Regions from separate parts of the Sus scrofa genome. Here region 1 is linked to region 2. A link is a contact called in public Hi-C data. All regions are on one chromosome and are shown on one strand. Each heading gives the region's core, a stretch centred on a gene start, on an enhancer-like site or on the middle of the called end of the contact. The rest is flanking DNA. Distances are from core to core; before and after follow the strand shown.

The links. Hi-C and Micro-C count contacts between places; a contact is called where the count stands out from the background.
Region 1: a contact with region 2 is called in a Hi-C map of retroperitoneal adipose tissue, with 2.3 times the contacts expected there. The contact joins the promoter of LTBP4 here to the enhancer-like site in region 2. A contact is called at or near these places in 1 of 5 promoter capture datasets (liver), 18 of 47 Hi-C or Micro-C datasets (alveolar macrophages, blood, brain and 11 more) and 1 of 2 datasets of contacts at active chromatin or transcription factors (skeletal muscle).

The regions. Positions count from the first base shown.
Region 1 is chr6:48,829,649-48,832,392 of Sscrofa11.1, forward strand. It overlaps LTBP4 (latent-transforming growth factor beta-binding protein 4), which reads left to right and starts at 1,370. Exons shown (of 34, transcript XM_021094399.1): 1 at 1,370-1,575. The coding sequence starts at 1,433.
Region 2 is chr6:48,793,022-48,796,105 of Sscrofa11.1, forward strand. SPTBN4 (spectrin beta chain, non-erythrocytic 4) reads left to right here. Exons shown (of 36, transcript XM_021094394.1): 21 at 983-1,207; 22 at 2,152-2,241. Among named protein-coding and RNA genes, the nearest start is that of SHKBP1, 19 kb to the right of the region's middle. Within about 2 kb of position 1,645, at least 8 of the 83 cell types and tissues checked have an H3K27ac peak or open chromatin away from gene starts, as enhancers often do. A contact at or near this core is called in retroperitoneal adipose tissue, where this site is marked.

The sequences.
Region 1 (2,744 bases), core at 120-2,619, 36 kb after region 2:
GAGTCAGCCCGTGTGCCTCACCGGAACGCAGGAGGGTGAAGGGGTCTCCTGCCCGCCTTGCACACTCCCCATCTGGAAGAAGAAACAGGAGTTGGGGGTGAGGGCAAAGCTGAATTGATTGCTGTCCTTAGTCTGTGGTCAGCTGTACGGTCTGGGCTGGTGGCCTAATACCCTCTGTGGGTGGAGCCTGGGATCCTCTGGTGGCAGGGCTCACAGTCACAGAATGGGAAAGCTTGAGAATAAAACGGCTGTGAGAGATGACGTTTGGAACCTCTGCAGGGGGACAAACATGAAAAGAGTAGGGTTTGGGATCCTAAATGTGGGGCCTTGGCCCAATTCTCTGTGGGAAATGTTGTGGCCTAAAACTCAAGAGCGGAAGAGGGCACCTAGGGAGCAGCCTCTGAAGCTCTAGGGGCAGCGCCCTTGGGAGAGAGGTGGGGGTTTGTAATTCCATGGAGAGAAGACGGGGCCTTTAATACATAGTGAAAGGAAGGGGCTGGGTTTGAGACCCTCTTGAGTTGGGAGGGGCTTGGATCCTGGAACCTACGAAAATGGGTGCAGGTGGGGACCAAGGCCCTTTGTGGCTTGGGGCTCCTAATGGCAGAGTTCACTAGGAATGGAGGCGACTGGAATTCTCTAAGGAGAAATTCTGCAAGTCTGGAAGTAGGAGGGGGTGCCCTTAGGAGCCTTTAACGATTCAGACAGGGAAGAAGGTGTGATAGCCTCTAAGAGTGGTGGTGGAGAGGGATGCAATAGGAGGGCAGAGCCGGAGGCCTCTGGGAGCAGAGTCTGTGGGTCAGGGGAAGCCTGGGTCCTCTGAAGGGCAGAACCTACAGCTTCCCGAGGAAGCTATTTGTTGAGCCTGGAACCCCTGAAACACGGGGCCTTGAGAAAGAGCAGATCCTTCGGGAAGATCCAGAGTGGGCCTGGGACTCAGAGGGGCCAGACCTGGGGCTCAGTGTAGCGTCCGTTGGATCTTTCAGCATCTAAGTCAGTCTGGGAGCAAATTCGGATGGACTGCTCCCAGGACTGTCAGCCAACGGATGAGGTCTTTGAGTAGGAGTCTGGTTTAGGGGAACCTGGCCGCCGCCTACGCATCGAGTGGGAGGGGTCCCAAAACCTTTACGTTTGGGGCCTCTTCTTTGCCAGAGGGTTCACTGAGCCAGTACCCCCCACAGCACTGAGAAGTCCAGGCCCCAGCGCCCTATGCCCGGCACCTGTACCTTTAGCCCCTCCCCTGTCGCCTCCCGATTGGTAGCGCGGGCAGCGCCCCCTGGCGGCGCGGGGCTCTGATTGGCGGGAAGTTCACAGCCCGCGACTGGGACAGTGGAGAAAATGAGTCGGCCTCCGGCGGGGGCGGAAGGCGGGGCCGCGCCAAGCCGGACCCGCTGGACAGACGGGCCGCCTGGAGCGAGACTCCACGCCGGACACGATGCGGCTGCCTGGACCCAGCGGCCGCCGCCCCCTCCTGCTGGTGCTCCTGCTGCCGCTCCTTGCAGCCGCCGCCACCGCCGCCTCCGCCGCCCGCCCCAGCCAGGCCGTCGAGGTTGCGGTGATCCCGGGCCGCCCGGCCGGGTAAGCCCTGCTTCGGCCCCCTCTTCCTTGTGCCCCTTCCACTCAATAAGTCTGGCAGCCCAAGAAGACCAGGACTTTCGGATTTTGCCGCTGCGTCGGGATAGGGATGAAGAACCAGAGCCCTTGGATTTATTGGGGCCCTCTATTTCGCAGAGGTTAGAATCTGAGGTGTTCTGAGATTTCAAGCGGAGGGATTCTCCTCCCGTGCGGTAGAGACAGATACGGCTCCAGGGAATTCTAGAGTTTATTCGGAGGAAGGTCACAGTTTATTTGGGGATGGGGCTTTGCCTTCTAAGATGATGGATGGGGGACCGAGCTGGAAGAGGGTCCCCCAAGCTTCTTGGATGCCTAAAGAGGAAGAGTATGGGAAGTTATTAAGAGCCTTTATGGGGGACGTGAGATGTCCTCGTTTTCTAGGGTTGAGGAACCGCTGAATTAATTAAAAGTGACCTTTTCCTAATGTGTTAGGAAGACATGGAGTTTTGAGTGGATGGTGGAGCGGCTTGTGGAAAATTGTGTGGAGGTGGGGGGCCTTCAGATTTCATGAGAGTTCAGGATGCTCTAGTTTCCTAGAATTAGAGGATTCCAGGCTTCAATGAGGTACCAGTGATTTCGCGGCAAGAGATCCAGCATTTCCTATAGATTTGGGGTTATAGTCACTCTTCCTGTCTACGGGTGACGAGATCGAAGGAAACAGTCTGCCCAGTACTCCCACCCCCCGCCCTGCGGCCCAGCGCTCCGCTACAAAGGCCCCGGGCTCCGCTCCCGCCTCGGTCTCTGCGAATGCGTTTAGTAATCCGAGCCGCGCCGGGGGCGGGGCTGGGAAGGGGTTAACGCGGAGAAAAGGCGGGAGGGATGACGGCAGGATCGGGGTCCCGAAGGCTCCTAACCGGGCAGCCTCCTCCCTTACTGGGCCCCACCGGTCTGAAAAGTGTCCATACGCCCGACGTCCCCTTAGCAGCATCCCCCCATGACCCTTTCTCCCGGCCTGAGCGCGCGCCCTCGTCCCAGGTCCCCCTTAGCCTCAGAATAATGGATTTGTCTGGGGGGCCCCTTGGTTGCGACGCACTTGCGCCGGAGCTGAGGGCTCCGCCAGCCAGAATCTGAGACCCTCTGGGCGCGAAGATTTCTCCAAGAACTACTCCCTCCTGGTCAGGCGGGAAACGGAG
Region 2 (3,084 bases), core at 395-2,894:
AGACAGAGTTATTCTATGGTGGTGAAGTGCCAGCCGTGGAGCCAAAAGGAGCAGGATAAAGGGGAATTCTTTTACTGTTGAAGAAACTAGCTCCTTGCTCTAACATGTATTAAATAAATATTCTTCAAATTTGCCATTTGCCTTTAAATCTAGAAATTTTGGTTGATGCAAAAGTATTTTATATGGCCAGATTTATAAATCTTTCCCTTTATGGTTTGTACGCTTGGAAAGATTTTTCTCCATCCCAAGATTATCAAAGCGTTTGCCCAGGTTTTCTTGGTATGCCTCATGGGTTTACTTATTCCACCTAAGTCTTTAATCCATCTGGAATTGGTTTCAGCATAAAGAGCGAGGAAGGGATCCAGCTAAATTGGTCAGCCACTTGGCCCCTGACCATTTACTGAATAATCCATCCTTTCCTTGGAGATTGGAAACGGCATCTATAAACTGTAGGAATCCTCCTGTGTATTTGCGTCTGCGTTTGCACTTTCTGTCTATCCCTGTGGCACTTCAGCCATTTAAATCTCTATAGCTTTGTGTTTATTTTTGATATTTGGAAAGGCTGAATCTGGACAAATTACCTAACTTTTCTGGGCCTCAGTTTCCTCCTCTGTAAAACAGGGATACTAGCAACCTTGAAAGGGTTTCCCGAGAACTAATAAACTAATGGACGCTTTAGTCCAGGGGGTCAGGTAAGCCTCTTTGAAAAGATAATATTTGAGCTGAAATCTGATAGACAGGGAAGAGCATGCTGAGCAGAGGGAACAGCAACAGCAGAGGCCCTGAGGCAGGAGCTAGCTTAGTGGGTTGCAGAATCAGCGAGGAGGGCAATGCTTCTGGAACAATTGAGCAAGGCGAGAGTGGAATAGCTGGCCGCGGCCAGGGGTTTGGCTGTCACCAGAAAGGTGCTGGAATTGGAATACCACAGCGGGTTCCGGGTGTGTGTGTGGCGGGGGGGGCTGACCCCGCGCTGTCCCCACAGTCGATGGAGTCGCAGGTGGAGGAGTGGTACCGCGAGGTGGGAGAGTTGCAGGCGCAGACCGCGGCGCTGCCTCTGGAGCCGGCGAGCAAGGAGCTGGTGGGCGAGCGGCAGAACGCGGTGGGCGAGCGCCTGGTGCGTCTGCTCGAGCCGCTGCAGGAGCGCCGCCGCCTGCTGCTCGCCTCCAAGGAGCTGCACCAGGTGGCGCACGACCTCGACGATGAGCTGGTGAGGATCCGCGCGGGGATCCGGGGCGGGGCCAGGGTAAGGGCCGGGGGTGTGCGAGGATGGGGCGGGCAGAGGGGGCGGAGACTGGGAGGGGGCGGGCCGTGGGACCTTGCGGGTTCAAGGGTGGCGACGGCTGGAAGACCTACCCACTGATACAATGATAGAGCCAGTCATTCAACCCTTAACTTTTTAATTTACTCATTCATTCATTCGTTCGTTCTCATGTCATTAACACTTTAAATCGTTGATTTAGCCATGGTCGTTGATTTATTTATCTACTCATCCTTTATTTCTTCCTTCACTCACTGATTTGTTATTCACTTACTTGTCCTTCACCCATTCATTTCCTTAGCCACTCACTTCCGGATCTGCTCACTCATTCATTCACTCTCCAATTTGCTCATTCACTCGATCATTCTGGGCCCAGCCCAAACCTGACGCTAGGATCACGAGAGTCACCGGGCAGATCCTGCCTCTTCCTGCGCATGGGAACTCAGAGTCCAAAGAGGAAAACAGACTTGTCCTAAATCAGGATAACCCGGGGTGGTTAGGACTGTGATGGGGAAGCCAGGCGGCCGTGGGAGCCCAGAGCAGGCAACCAGCCAAGTTCCAAAGTCAGGGAGAGGTTCCTGGAAAAGGAATTGTCTGAGCTGAGACACGAAGGAAGAGTATGAGGGAGCCTGCTGAGGGAGTGAGAAGGGAATCCAGGAAGCAGGACCTGCCTGTGCAAAGGTCAGGAGTGAGCAGGAGCCTGTTGCAAGGGCATAGAGCAGGACAGAGCATGGAGACGTCTTCAGAGGAAACTGAAGATGCGAGCAGGCTTTTAGGTGAGGAAGGGCCTTGGAGGTGTGGAGGCTTGGATGCTTACAGTTTAGTTGGGACGTCAGGGTCCTTGCCCTGCTCCCTGTGTCCTCCTCTTGACCTGCTCCCTGATTCCTCTCCAGGCGTGGGTCCAGGAGCGGCTGCCACTGGCCCTGCAGACAGAGCGAGGCAATGGTTTGCAGGCCGTCCAGCAGTACATCAAAAAGAATCAGGTGAGCAGAGCCAGGGCAAGGGTGAGGGTTAGGACACATTTGGATACGAATGATAGAAAATAGCTTGAGGTGATTAAAGCCAAAAAAGGGAATTTACTGGTTCTGATAATTGAGAAGACTGTGGACAACAGGTACAGATGCATCCAGCTGCTTCCAAGATGTCATGAAGTCATGAATCTCTCATTTCCTTTTTTTTTTTTTTCTTTTCCTGTTAGCTTTGTTCTCAGGCCAACTCTTTTCTCCTACTGGTAAAAGATCTCCAACAGATTCAAGTTTACATCCCACCAGTAAAGCTGAGGGGAATTTTTCTCTCTCAAGAATTTCCGAAGTTGTCCCAGGAATAACTGTTAGGCACAATTTGAGTCACATGTCTACCCTGAGCTACTACTGGTGACCAGGGATGTAGATGGCTCTGAATGGCCTGGTCTGGGCTAAGGGCCACCCCTGGAACTTGCAGCTGGGGTCAGCCTTAACTGAATTATCTGAGCTGAGATGGAGGCAAGGGGGTTCCCCCAAAGAAAATCAGGGTCCTGTGACTAGAAGTGAGGCCATCTATTGGGCCACAATAAAGAAGACAACAGACAGGAGCTCCTGTTGTGACTCAGTGGGTTAAGAACCCAACTAGTATCCCTGAGGATGCAGGTTCTATCCCTGGCCTCACTCAGTGGGTTAAGGATCCGGCGTTGCCACAAGCTGCAGTGTAGGTCACAGATGTGGGTGGCCCCGGGTGTTGCTGTGACTGAGGAGGCGATTCGACCCCTGACCGAGGAACTTCCATATGCTACAGGTGTAACCTTAAAAAAAAAAAAAAAGACAGCAAACAAACAAGAACTCCAAACACCT